Regions from separate parts of the Ovis aries genome. Here region 1 is linked to region 2. The links are chromatin contacts, called in public Hi-C maps. All regions are on one chromosome and are shown on one strand. Each heading gives the region's core, a stretch centred on a gene start, on an enhancer-like site or on the middle of the called end of the contact. The rest is flanking DNA. Distances are from core to core; before and after follow the strand shown. Region 1 overlaps KLHL18 (kelch like family member 18). Region 2 holds the start of PTPN23 (protein tyrosine phosphatase non-receptor type 23).

The links. A called contact is a pair of places that touch in the nucleus more often than the background predicts.
Region 1: a contact with region 2 is called in a Hi-C map of hypothalamus, with 2.6 times the contacts expected there. The contact joins the enhancer-like site here to the promoter of PTPN23 in region 2. A contact is called at or near these places in 2 of 16 Hi-C or Micro-C datasets (hypothalamus and tail adipose tissue).

What each region holds. Positions count from the first base shown.
Region 1 is chr19:52,382,659-52,389,547 of ARS-UI_Ramb_v3.0, forward strand. It overlaps KLHL18 (kelch like family member 18), which reads right to left. Exons shown (of 12, transcript XM_060402923.1): 2 at 5,382-5,444; 3 at 2,356-2,536. KIF9 (kinesin family member 9) reads left to right here. Exons shown (of 20, transcript XM_060402908.1): 11 at 2,766-2,834; 12 at 3,657-3,761; 13 at 4,949-5,004; 14 at 5,745-5,835; 15 at 6,322-6,455. Among named protein-coding and RNA genes, the nearest start is that of KIF9, 26 kb to the left of the region's middle. Within about 2 kb of position 4,378, at least 4 of the 54 cell types and tissues checked have an H3K27ac peak or open chromatin away from gene starts, as enhancers often do. A contact at or near this core is called in hypothalamus, where this site is marked.
Region 2 is chr19:52,284,786-52,292,140 of ARS-UI_Ramb_v3.0, forward strand. PTPN23 (protein tyrosine phosphatase non-receptor type 23) reads right to left here and starts at 5,868. Exons shown (of 23, transcript XM_042236320.2): 1 at 5,690-5,868. The coding sequence starts at 5,773.

The sequences.
Region 1 (6,889 bases), core at 3,128-5,627, 96 kb after region 2:
CTAAAAGAAGCCTATTGTTCACACTGAAGGTTCTCAACTTGAAGTCCTGGGCTTATATGAAAGACTCAAGGACAGTATCAGATGTAAAATGACTAAGCAATTCTGCTTCTAGAAATGTATCATTTATTCGTTCAGCTAAAATTTATGGAGTACTTACTATGTGCCGGGCACTTTTTGAAGCACCTGGGACACGTCAGTGGACCAACAGAAACACAAAGCTGTCTTAAAGAGCTGACAGTTCACTAGAGATGGGAGAGACAGATGTAATAAACATAAGAAATCAGTCGGTTCTAGATTCTTCCATTTGCAACAACATGGATGAACCTTGAGGACATCGTGCTAAGTGAAATAAGCCACATACACTAAGAAAAACACTGCATGATCTCACTTATATGTGGAACCTAACAAAGTCAAATTCACAGAAGCAGAAAGCAGAGCAGTGGTTACCAGGAGTGGGAGCAGGCAGACTGAGATATGGGAGATGTGGGTCAAAGAGTACATATTTTTAGTCCTAAGACGAATGAGTTCCAGGGATCTAACATATAGCATGGTGAATATAGTTATAGTAGTGTGCTGTATACTGAAAATTTGCAAGGGAAGTAGATCTCAGAAGCTGTACCACATACACAAAAAATGGTGACTAGTGGATATGTTAATTAGCTTGTCTGTAGTAGTCATTTCATCGTGTACATGTATATCAAAACATCAGTGCTGTACACCTTAAATATATATAATTTTTCTTAAAACTAAAATAGCTTAAGTTCTAGAGCTTCACTGTCCAATACAGTAGCCACTACTCACACATGGCTTCTGAAATCAGTAAAAAAAATAAAAACAAAACTTTCTTTTTGGTCACACCTCATGACAAATCACTGCAGATGGTGACTGTAGCCATGAAATTAAAAGATGCTTACTCCTTGGAAGAAAAGTTATGACCAACCTAGATAGCATATTCAAAAGCAGAGACATTACTTTGCCAACAAAGGTCCGTCTGGTCAAGGCTATGGTTTTTCCTGTGGTCATATATGGATGTGAGAGTTGGACTGTGAAGAAGGCTGAGCGCTGAAGAATTAATGCTTTTGAACTGTGGTGTTGGAGAAAACTCTTGAGAGTCCCTTGGACTTCAAGGAGACCCAACCAGTCCATTCTGAAGATCAGCCCTGGGTGTTCTTTGGAAGGAATGATGCTAAAGCTGAAAGTCCAGTACTTTGGCCACCTCATGCGAAGAGTTGACTCATTGGAGAAGACTCTGATGCTGGGAGGGATTGGGGGCAGGAGGAGAAGGGGGCGACCCAGGATGAGATGGCTGGATGGCATCACGGACTCGATGGACGTGAGTCTGAGTGAACTCCAGGAGTCGGTGATGGACGGGGAGGCCTGGCGTGCTGCGATTCATGGGTTCGCAGAGTCAGACACGACTGAGCGACTAAACTGAACTGAACTGAACTGAACATGCCACAGGGATACTAGTTCCCCAACCAGGGATCAAACCCATACCCCCGGCAGTGGAAGTGCAGGGTCTTAACCACGGGACCTCCAAGAAAGTGCTCTGAAATCAGTAAAATTAAATAAAATCAAAAAATTTTTAAAAATTCAGTTCCTCTGTCCCACTAGTCACACTCTAAGTGTTCCATAGCTTTATGTGGCTTGTGGCACAAACAGAACCTTTCCATCATTACAGCAAGTTCTGTTAGTACTGCTCTAGGGTATGTTCTATGAAAAAAAACTAGAGCAAGATTTTTAAAAAGCGTGGTGTGAGAGTGGGAGGGGATTGCAGTTTTACATGGGGTAACTGAGGGGTGCCTAATTTAGCAGTGTTTGAACAGAGACTTGAGGAAGGTGAGCTATGCGAATACCTGGGAGAAGCATGTCCCAGGCAGAGGGGACAGGCAGCACAGAGGCAGGAGCGTGCTCATTTGGTGGGAGTGGCATGAGCAGGGGCAGAAGCGTAGACAAGGAGTAATGGGGCAGATCACAGCGCATTGCTGCTGCTGCTGCTGAGTCGCTTCAGTCGTGTCCGACTCTGTGCAACCCCATAGACGGCAGGCCACCAGGCTCCCCGGCCCCTGGGATTCTCCAGGCAAGAACACTGGAGTGGGTTGCCATTGCCTTCTGCAATGCATGAAAGTGAAAAGTGAAAGTGAAGTCATTCAGTCATGTCTGACTCTTCGCGATCCCATGGACTGCAGCCTACCAGGCTCCTCCGTCCATGGGATTTTCCAGGCAAGGGTACTGGAGTGGGGTGCCATCGCCTTCTCTGACATAGCGCATAGGTCACTGTTATCCTACACAAAGATGTAAGAGCAAAGTGTTCTGCAGCATTGTTTATAGCAGCAATAAATGGAGGTGGCATACCTGTCAGTGCGGAATGGTGATGCTTTGTGTAGTGGCTGGAGAGGATGAGGGTGACATCCTGGAGGCACAGGCTGCATGGAGAGGGCAGTGACCGTGGTGGATTGAAGTATGCTGGAGCTTCTGGAGTTGGGCTTTAGGGTGGTCCTAGTGGAGCCCATACTGACTCTGTTCTCAGTCTTCCCTGCAAGTAAGAGGCAAAGGACAGAGAAGTGCTGAAACCCCTTCAAACCCTAAACTCACCCAGTTGGGGAAAAGTCACCAGCTGGGAGGGAATCATCCAAATGTTGAGATCACACTCCATAGATTGCCTGCAAGGGCCAGGATGTCCAAGGACAGGGTGGGGAATTATTAAGTGGCTTCTCTGACTGTCCTCCTTGCTACCCCCGCCTCCCCATATGCTTCCCTGGCAGAGAATGGTCAAGAACCTGGAGAAGGAGCTAGCACTGCTCAAGCAGGAACTAGCCATCCATGACAGCCTGGTAAGGGGCTAGAGGTGATGGGCGGAATACTAGAGGGACTGGGGTCAGGGTACCAAGTGGGCAGAAGGACTAGGTGGGAGGGGGCAGTGGGTCAGGGCAGGGGTGGATCAGAGGGTGGGCTGGGTGAGCAGAGGGACTGGGTGGACAGGGGGCCCAGGGGCTGAGTAGACAGGGGACTGGGGGAACAGAGACTGTGGGGGCAGAAGGCCTGGGGGATCAGGGATGCCTGTTGGGCAGAGACTCTGGAAGAACAAGATGTGGGCAGGGCTGTCAGATGGTCAGGGAGCAGAGCCAGGCAGTAGGCAGGGGGATGAAGGGCAGGGGCCACAGGCCTGGCAGGTATGGGTACAGAGGCAGACAGCCTGATGACGGCTCAAGGTCAGGGAGGTGGACAGGCTGGATGGTTATTAGGGGCAGCAGGGAGTTGGAAGGTAGGGGTGGGGAGCAGGAGACCTCCAGTGCTGGTCTGAGCTCATGCTCATGGTCCAGAGGGTCTCAAGGCAGAGGCGCCCCCTCCCTCCTGTGGCCCTCATCCCACAGTCTGCTGAGGCTCAGCCAGCAGAGCCCCCCAGATTGGAGGAGCAGGCCCTTGTCTGGCAGCCTTTCCTTCCCTACCCCACCTGGTTGTCCCGTGCTGACCCGACTACCTGGCCTGTGAGTGAGGCCCTCCCTACCAGGACATGGTGATGAAGGGAGTAAAGTGGCTTGGGTAGCCAGGCTCTCTGCCCAGCCTCCCCACTTTGGTCCTCAGAATGGTCCCTGCCACCCTGCTTGGGCTCGGGTGCTTGGAGCTTAACAGTACGTTCCTCTTCCTTCTCCAAGGCCAACCGTACCCTCGTGAACTATGACCCTATGGATGAAATCCAGATTGCGGAGATCAACTCCCAGGTGCGAAGGTACCTGGAGGGAACACTGGAAGAGATTGACGTAAGGAGCCCTTCAGGACCCCCATGTCTGGCTGGCCCGGGCCTGTCTCCCGGCCACACCATGATGTATGCTGTGCTAGCCTGGGAACCTCACTGAGAGGGTGCAGTGGGTATAGCGTAGGTGGTGCTGGACTCCTGGCCTCAGGGCCCTTCAGCCCACTGAGGCCACAGCATCCATGTTTAGGGTCGCAAGGCTGTGGGTGCCCCACAGCCTTGAACACAGGGGAGGTGGTCCAAGCCTTGAATACAGTGGGGGTGGTCCATTACGGGGCCACCAGTACAGCTCCTAGAGCCAAGCTGCTCTGGGTCGAACCTCAGAGCTCAGCAGTCTCCCTGCTGAGTGGCATCATGAAAATGCTCAAGCTCGTGTACTCTGGTGGTCTGACCTGTACGGTAGGGAGGGAAACGGGCTGGGATGAACTGAGAGGCAGCACCTCAGGGGCTTGTCTGTGGCAGCAGAGGGGGGACATTAAAGGATGATGGTCATGCTGGTTGTCTACAAGGTGGACCCCTCTAGGGCCCATGCTGGAGTGGGCCAAGGAGGAATAGAGTAGCCACAAAGGGAAGGCTCTCAGGGGGAGAGAGGCATTCTGTTTTCAGAGCACAGGCTGGCAGGCCTCTCATCAGGGGTTCACGGCCAGAGCCTTGTCCAGCCTGTCATCGTCAGCAGCTGCCAGAGGCAGGCCTGGGACAGCTGAGGGCTCTTCTGGTCTTTCTAGGAAGGGCAGCCCCAGAATGACCGTCAAGGCTAATGCTAGAGGGCAATGGGGTCAAGAGAGGCCGATGGTCTCCCCTTTAGCCACAGGTGTGTGTATGTGTCTGGGCCCACACAGAATGGTTCATAATGGACCCTTTTGGAAGCAGGAGAGAGCTGAGGACAGTTAATTTTATTTAGATGTTTTCTTAGTACCTTCAAGAACTAGAGTCATTTCAATTTTATATATATCTTCAGTCAGAAAAGGTGATTTTTTTTTAATAGCTTCAATAAATAGCTTCCAAATTACTAATCAAGGGTTTCTCTGTTCTTGAGGAGGGCTTTACTGGCACTTTGCTGAGAGGGTGTTGGTACATGTCCCCTTCTTGAGACACATGGTCCAAGGCTTAGTCAAGGGGTCCTGATTTCTCTACAGACACAGCCTTAGTCCTGTGGTGCCCCTGGTCTAACCTCTGCCTTGCTCTCCTCTCCAGATAATCAACCTCAGACAGATCCAGGAGGTGTTCAACCAGTTCCGGATGGTGCTGAGGTAAGGGAGCCACCACACCCACCCAGTCCTGCATCAGGCTGCCATTCTCCTTTCCCATGGTCTGGGTGCTGGCCTCCAGGCGCTCTGCCTTCTGTCTGGTGTGCGCGGAGCTGGATCAGAGGCCTCTGGGTATGGCAGCCCTGGGTGATCCCAGCAGTCTGCCTCTGAGCTCTCAGGTCCTCCTACCCTCCCCTTCCTCTGGAAGTGGGGACAGCCCCCCTTTTAAGGGCTAAGCAGAGAGGAGGCAGTCCCTGGTTTCCTGAGTTTGTTCACTGGACAGGAGGTCTTTATGTGGCCAGAGCAGGGTGTTTTGATGCTCCTGGCACCCTCCTCCCCACCTCAAGAGGGATTTGTGGTTTATTGGGGTACAGACATACCTGTAGCCTGACTGGCTCATGCTGGGTGTTATCACAGAAGCTGGGCACATGATTCCGAAGGGCCTGTTAGAGACAGATAGGGATGCATGATGCAGGCTTGGGGTCCTTGTCCAAGGTCATCTTAGAGCAGCTGTCCTTGACACATAGGGTGACCCCTGTGGATCTGGGGACTGGACAGTGGGTACATGCTTTGGGAAGTGGGGGGTGGGCAGTGAGCATGTTCTGTCTGGTCTGGTTCATGATGAGGGCGTGGCTCTGTCTCCGAGGCCACACACAAACAACTTCTAACTCCAGAACTTGGTGCTTGCCCCAGTGGGCTCAGCCTGCCCAGGTGCAAGGGGTTCTTTCACTCTGTCTCCCAAGCCAACAGGAACAGGAAGTGGAGTCCACTTTGCGCAGGAAGTACACCCTCATAGACAAGAATGACTATGCAGCCATCTCTGCTGTCCAGAAGGTAAGCACGCCTGCCTCTTGCCGACAAGACTCACATTTGAGTTTTGCATTCCCAGATCTTGCCAGAAGCAGCGAGTGTCCTGCATTAAAGCAGATCTAGGGTTGTAACAGGTAAAGGTTAACACCAGCATGAGCATGGAATGACCCATGCAAGAGTCAACCACGTATGAATTCAAAATGATCTCCATAAATTGGAGATGTGCCCAGCAGCAAACAAGACAGTTGCCACAGTTAGGTTGGAAGTGGGCCTCAGGAGTCTCAGAGTATGGATGAGACACCCAGCTATGAGAACAGTTGGTGTAGACAATGGATGTTTGGTGGGGTGGTCGGAGACAGCGGACGTGGGCACAGCCTGAAGTGACATCCGCAGGAGCCACATCTCGGTGTGTGGGATGAACATGTCCACCTTTGGTCCATATACACCTGGGTCCCCCAGGAGCCTGAACACTTGATCTGACCTGCAGACCTGTGACTGGCCTCTGTCCAGGCAGGGCTCGTAGACGCTGATGGCCACCTAGTGGGCGAGCCTGACGGACAAGGCTTTGGACTTGGAGTCGCCCCTTTCTCTGTCAAACCCGGGAAGAAATCCAAGTCCAAGAAGATGTTTAAAGAGCAGGTCAGGTGAGTGATGTTCCTGATGCTCCTGCTGATCAGCACCTTGCCCTCCTTGGCTGGCGAAGGGGAGGACACAACTGTCCCTCCCTTCCCCCAGTCTTAGTGATGGGGGGGGGTGGTCACAATGGACATCACCCCTGCCAATACTGACAGTGTCTGTGGGGCCCAGGCTGGGACTGCTCATCTGTCATGCTCACAGCGGCTCTGTGAGGTGGGAGTTGACGTCTCCAGTTTACTAATGAGGAAACCAAGGCTCAGAGAGGGGAGGTCATTCCAAGGTCACACTGCTGAGGAGTGGTAGGATGGATATGAGACGCTGGGCTGCCACTCGCCCACTGGTACTTCACGTGGAAACCCACCCCCCCACCACATTCCTTCTGTGACCCAGCTAATTGGCACCCATGTCACCTAAAAACCACCCCCACCTTGCAGGCAAGACA
Region 2 (7,355 bases), core at 4,618-7,117:
CCCAAGGCTCCTTAAGGCCCAGCCAAGGTCTGTGAGGCAGAGAAGGGCGGGGGTGGCCTGCTCTCTCCAGTGGCGGCCCACCCGTCTCCTGGGCCCCTCCCCAGGGGCTGTGACACGTGGCCACGTGGTGGGGAACCTGGGAGGCCGTGGGACCGCGTTAGCCGCCTGGCAGGGAAGCGAGAGGAGGGACAGGCAGAGGGAAGCAAGTCCTGAGCTTCCTTCAGCTCCATCTGGCCGCAGCTCCAAATCTCTGAGCCCGACCCGCTTCCACTGGCTTTACCTCCTGCCAGTTTGCTATCCCCGTCCACCTCTGGCCCGGACTCCCCACCCCGTCAAACCCACCCCTCATCCGATGGTCAAATTCGTCTAACGTGACTCCAGTGTTACTCTTGGCTTTATATCCTTCTGAAACACACGCACTCCTGGGGGAAAAAACAATAAAGCCCAGCTTGCTTTGCTCAGGACAGTGAGATTATGGAGAAAGAGCTGTAATCTAAAGGAAAAAAAAAAGTACTCTGAGAAGAATGTGCACAACAGTGCTTCCCCAAACCTCCAGGACCAAATCTAATCTTCAGAGCAGAGTTCACGGTCCTTCACAGGCAGCTCCCAGTAGCCGTCAGCTCCCAGGGACACCCAGCCAACAGTACTCTGGAATGACCGCTCTCGGCTCTCAACGCTTGTCCACATGTTGCCCCCACCACCTTCTCTGCTAAGACTCAGCTAAAATATCACTTCCCGTAGCATCAGCTCCTGCTCTCCCCCACGTTCAGAAAGTGCCTCCATCAGACTGGGCGCCTCCCAGCAGGGACATGTCAGCGACCACCCCCACCTCAAACGACAAGTCTGTCGGGAATGGCAGGGGCCTGATTTGATGTGTTCGACCCTCAGCAAACGGCTGCCTTTACAGGTAATGCACAGGATGGATGAGCACACTAAATAAGACCACAGGAGGCACTCAGAAAAACTGGGACGGTGTGACAATTCACCCAACACTTACCTCAGCCTCTGTGAAAGACAAGTACCATTAAGGGGGCTAGAGGGGAGCAGACTATTGTAGATTAAAAGAGATTAAAGAAAAAAAAAGAACAACTACCCTACGAGAACCGTGATTGGATCTGAGTTTGGAAAAAAACAGTTATAAAGGATGTCTGGGGATAACAGGTGAAATTTAAATATAAAACATAGTAGAAAATGCTTGTGGATTTTCTAAGGTGTGATGAAAACAGTATAGTTCTACACGAGAAAATCCTCTTAGGACCTGCTGATACGGGTACAATGCGTGTCTGTGTGTGTTTACAGAGAGAGAACACAAATACGGTGCAATGTAACTATTACCATCGTCGTCATTTAGTTGCTAAGTCACATCCAACTCTTTTTTGCATGACCTCATGGACTGCAGCCCACCAGGCTCCCCTGGACACGGGATTTTTCAGGCAAGAATACTGGAGTGGGTTGCCACTTCCTTCTCCAGGGATCAAACTCGCTCCTCCTGCATTGGCAGGCGGATTCTCTACCACTGAACCACCAGAGAAGCCCAACTCTCAAAATTAAGTAGAGGGAATTTGGGCGAGCACTGCCTTATTCTTTCAACTTTTCTGTACGTCTGAAATCTGGAAAATGAATGTCTTAAGAGCTGCTGAGGGAAATCTTGGGTGGTCTAGCGGTTAGGACTTGGCACTCTCACTGCTGTGGCCCAGGTTCAAGCCCTGATCAGGGAGCTGAGATCTCACAGGCCAAGCGATGCGGCCAAAAAAAAATGAGTTGTTGAGCTAAATGATACCTAAAAAAACACTTTCCTTACGTCATCATTTCTTAGCCTCTTGTTGGATCCTTTGAGAACATAAAAGCCACGAAACAATCTCCCCACCAATGTCCATCTATGCATAAACATAAGGATCTGCCAACATGTTCAGGGGGTTTACAGACACGCTGAAGCCCATTTATGGGCTCTTGGTTTACAATCCTCGCTGTGATCTAGCCAATCCCTCACCCCGCCTGTCCCCCAATTCACAGACATAAAATGTGACCTGAGCTATAGGGTAAAACTTGACTATCTAAATAGGAACATGTTCTTTCTCCGATTAACTCCCTTCTCATAGGAGGCTTCTGTTTGCTCACCCCGAGGCGACAGTGAAAGTGGAGCCCAGAGGCCCTGTGGGACAGAGGCCGAAGGGATCTGAGTGACATCTGAGTCCCAGAAACAAGGCTTCAGCTGCCACCGCTGGGAACACCTGCCCTGCGGTCACGCAGTGGTGACGGGGTGAGAGATGATGCCTCTGATCGCAGCAAACTGTCCCCGAAGGAGGCTGTCCACCTGTCTTATTCCTCCTCCAAGATCTGCAGCAAACACAGAGCTCCTGCCCACGGGCCAGACACTTGCCAAGTGCCCAGTAAGTCACTCAGCCCTAATAACAACCCAAAGAGGTAGACAGCGTTGTCGCCCCCATTTTACAGCTGAGGAAACTGAGGCAAGGGAGGTAAGACACTCGCCAAGGTCACAGCACTAACCACCAACAGAGCACCAACTGGAAACCCGGGGTCTGGGCTCCAGAGCCCATATTCTTGACCACACATCAGACCAATCCATTTCTATTTTTTAAACACAGTTCTCATAAAACACCAAAAAAAAGGGAAGTGAAAACAAATCTCTGGCCACAAGGTGAGTCAATGGAGCAGAGGCTTTGGAGAAGCTGGGCTTCTTTTTTCCTGAGCAAACAATGAGACCTGTGAACAGTGTCATGTTGAAAGCATGTCCAGGGTTCAGAGCCACTGGGAGGAAAAAGCAGGGAAAGAAGTTATAAGTTACAAATACACAGGCTGGAAAGACTTTTTCCAAAGACAAACACCAAAACAGAGGAAGTCCTGGCTGTGACCCTAGGTTGCTATGAGACCAGGGCTTGGTTTTGCACCTGTAATATGGTGTTCATAGTAGCTGCTTTTGAATTGTGGTGAAGACTCTTGTGAGTCCCCTGGACAGCAAGAAGATCAAACCAGTCAATCCTGAATATTCATTGCAAGGACTGATGCTGAAGCTCCAATACTTTGGCCACTTGATATGAAGGGTCGACTAGCTGGAAAAGACCGTGATCCTGGGAAAGACTGAGGGCAGGAGGAAAAGGGGCGACAGGAAGAGAAGGCTGGATGGCATCACCGACTCAATGGACATGAGTTTGAGCAAGTTCTGGGAGATGGCGAAGGACAGGGAAGCCTGGCGTGCTGCAGTCCATGGGGTTGAAAAGAGCTGAACAAGACTTACCTACTGAGCAACAATTACCCGCTCTAACTCACAGAGCTGTCATAGGACTTGAGCTATTTCCTAAACAGAGAAAGAGGATGCTAAGCTGAAAGTGTTGTTTACAATATGCCAAGGCCTGTACTGGGGACTCAAATGCATTAACTCTTTTTTTTTAAGTATATCTTGTTTTTCTCTTTTATTTTATTTTTGGCTGCATTAGGTCTTTGCTGCTGTGCTCCGGCTTTTTGTAACTGCTCTGCTACAATGCGTAGGCTTCTCATTGTGGCGGCGTCTCCTGTCGCAGAGCACAGGCTCTGGGCCCAGGGCTCCAATAGTTGCACCACGTGGGCCCTAGAGCCCAGGCTCAGTAGCTGTGGCACACGGGCTTAGCTGTCCCAAAGCATGTGGAATCTTCCTGCACCACGATCAGACCCATGTCCCCTGCATTGGCAGGCAGATTCTTAACCACTGGACCACCAGCAAAGTCCCTGCGTTAACTCTTGATGCTCATAAGCTTACAAGCATAGTATTAGTTCTGTTACAGGTGAGAAAAATGAGGCCCAGATTAGTGAGGTAATCATCTGTAACAGCTGACGTCACTCAGCTATTAAGTCGAAAAGGTGGGACCTAAACCAAAGTTGGCCTGATTCCAGTGTCTATTTCTGTGACATTACTCTGCCCTTTTACCAAGAAACCAATGGCCCAGAATTCTGTAGGCAGATGAAAGTGAAAGTCACTCAGTCATGTCCAACTCTTTGTGACCCCACGGACTATACAGTCCCTGCGATTCTCCAGCCCAGAATACTGGAGCGGGTAGCTTTTCCCCTCGCCAGGGGATCTTCCCAATCCAGGGATCGAACCCAGGTCTCCCACATTGCAGGGGGATTCTTTACCAGCTGAGCAACCAGGGGTAGATGAGATCACCAGATCCTGGCATTCTTTTGCAGTAGAAAAATGGAAACCAGAGATCAGCAATGGCAGTTCTAGAACTCTGAGCCAAACTTCCCAGGGTAAAGATTTTGTTTCACTTTCTCTGGTACTAACATGGTCTCATTCCTCTGTGCATTCTTTCCCCCCCCCATGGATGATGGGAGTGTTTAGCTTCTGTTCTTAATTTGATATACATCTTGGAATTAAAACAGTAGATGGAAAGGAGACCAAACTTTGGGAAAGAAGTAAAATTCTGGAACTTTAGATCAATTAACCTAATTTATTGGATGTCTCCATTGGTCCATTGAGGCCTGGGGTTTGATTCCTGGTCAGGGAACTAAGATCCCATAAGCTGGGAAGCTCAGCCAATTTTTTTTTTTTTAATCTAATTTTCTGGTTTTACAAATGAGGAAAAAGATGCCCAAAGAGATTAAATGATGGACTCAAAGGAATACAAACTGTTAGTGTGTGAAGGAAGGCAGCGGCAGTGTGAACCGAGAAAGGGAGAGCTTCTTGGAAAACTTCTTCCCCGACCCATTTTCTTTCTTCTATTTTTTTTCTTCTCCACCACCTTACTCACTGGGGCTCCGTCAATATTCAGGCAGCAGCCACATTGCCTCCTGGTTGTTCCTTTTCACTTCTGCTCTGTCCTTCAACGGTACCAGACAGTCCTTCCCAAGGCAGATGTCTCACAGGGTACCTGATGCCCAGTCGACACACCTGGTCCTGCTTTGTACCAGCCACACCTGATCTCCCCACAGCGATCCCTTGCCTCCCTCAAAGCCAAAACTGCCTGTCTCTTCCATCCAAATGAAGAGTAAACAAAGGACTGCTTGGGTCGCTCTGGAAGCTACAATGCTATTTATCCCCTCTGCGCAGTCGCGAAAGCAGTAACGCTCCCCTAAAAGTTGGATCTTTCGGTCCAAAGGGGCTCCAGATTACGGTTCTTCTTCTGAGACCAGACAGAATTGCACCAAGTGTTAGAGCGACTCCAACCGCAGAGGTCAGGCTGGCCGGGGCCTTAAAACACATCCTGAGCCATCCTCGGCGTCCGTCCCAGTCCGGTCGTAGACGGACAGCACAACGAAGGCCAGGCACAGCCTTTCCACCCTGACGGTTACGGAGGGCCACCCACCGATTCTCCCAGGGCGGTGCTGGCGTGGATGAGGGGAGGAGCAGACCTAGGTTCAAAGCGTCACACCGAGGAAGTGAGGTGCCTCGGCGGGGATCGCGGAGGGCCGGGGGACGGAATCGGAAAGCAGGTTCCGATCAGACAGCGGGGGCTACCCGGGGCTGGCGGGGTCGGGGGGAGGGGACGGAGACGCTCTTCGAGCGCGCAGGGGTCAGACAAGGTGCGATGGGGGTGCGCCAGGCGAAGGAAAGCCAGTGGAGGCCCCTCCTGGCCTCACCGGCCCCTGCGACAGGGCCTGGGGAGATGATAGACGCGCAGGGGGCGTCACGCGCAGGCGGACGGAGAGACGCGGGAGGAAAGGGGAGGGGGCGGGGAGCAGGAGCGGCCCTCACCTTCTTTACGGCTGGCTGAAAGTGGAAGTCACCGGCCTCTTTCAGGTCCAGCCAGATCATGGGCATGCGGGGCACGGCCTCCATGGCCTCAGGCACCCGCCGGCCTCCCGGCCGCCCCCCAAGCTTTCGCAGCTGCAGGCTCAGCCACGCACCCCGCCCCTCCACGCCGGAAGTCACTTGTCACGCGGGGATGAAAAAAATGCCCCTACTGCCTGCTGGGAGAGGCTGTCCCCTCCTCTGTAGGCTTTTGCGCATGCTCATTTCCCGCTGCGCATGCTCAGTTTCTTGCACGCGGGCACGTGTAGAGGGCAAACCTCCAGCCCGAGGCGAAAGGGTTTCTGGGAGTCGTAGTCTATCTGCATCTAATTGCTAAGCAGGGAGGTAACTGGTTTCTTCTTCCTGGGCAAAGTAGACCGCAGGGACCTGGCTCGGGCTCCAGGCTCTCCCCACTCAGGGGAAGGACATTAGAGAACGTAGCCATAGACTTGTAGACCCTAAGTAGTGTCGAGGGCCTTGGTAGATGGGGTCAGATGCTCTGGTAGAGATAACGTGGTGGCGGGCCACCCCCAGAAGCAGTGACTTAAAAACAGCCTTGGAGTAGGGGCTGCCTGGCCAAGGAGACAGGGCTAACAAGCAAAGGCGTGGCACCCCAGGTGTCGAGTTTTGGAACAGAGGAGTGACTGGTTGGAGACTGGCACGCTCGGCTGAGCCTGTAAGACCGGGCACTGCCTAAGAGACGGCCAAGTCCGTTTTTGATGATGGGGAGAGAACTGGTAAACGAAGTGTAAAGCGTAAGGGGAAAAAAGAGAGAGAGAGAGGCCTAGAGCGATGGGGGTGGGGATGACTATATACAGCCTCGGGAATGCCTTTCAGTCTGGAAGGGGACCAGGGAGCAGAGAACAGTTATTAGCTCTGAAGAGATGACCTGTAGAGCAAGGATTTTAAAATCATGTATATATTACCTAGCTTTAAAAACACGTAAAATGGAGAATGGTTTGTTGGGGCAAAAGTAGAAGGAAGGAAATGAGCGAGGACGTTTGCAACCATGGACTGTAGCCCACTAGGCTCCTCTGCCTCTGAAATTTTCTAGGCAGGAATACTGGAGTGAGTTGTCACTTCCCACTCCAGGAGAATCTTCCCAGCCCAGGGACTGAACCCATGTCTCTTACATCTCCTGCATTGGCAGGTGGATTCTTTAATACTGTGCCACCTGGGAAGCCCTTGGATGACCAACTGCACATTTTTTCCTCAGCAAAAAAAAAAAAAAAAAAAACTCTCATACATTCTGGCTCCTCCCTTACATCTTTAGAACAGTCCCTCCGAGCTGAGAGACTACATCGCAGGCTTAAGTCTTCACTAAGGCTTCTGAATAAAACAGAATTCTCAACTTTTAGGTTGTTCTTTCTTTTTTCAGTTGACAACTCTCTATGTCCCCTGTGCCCCAGCAGTGGAATTGCTGGGTGTGTGAATACAGGGTATTCAGGACATCTGAACAACTCCTGCCCAGGGAACACCAGAAGGTGTGTCCAGAAAGAAGGGTCACAGCCACCCAAACAGGAAGCATGGAGCCCTCCCCTGGGGCCACCTTTCTTAGATGCGAATCCAGAATCACTGCATTACAGGTGGGGAAACTGAGGCAAGGAGAGGGGAAAGAAGCTGTCCCAAA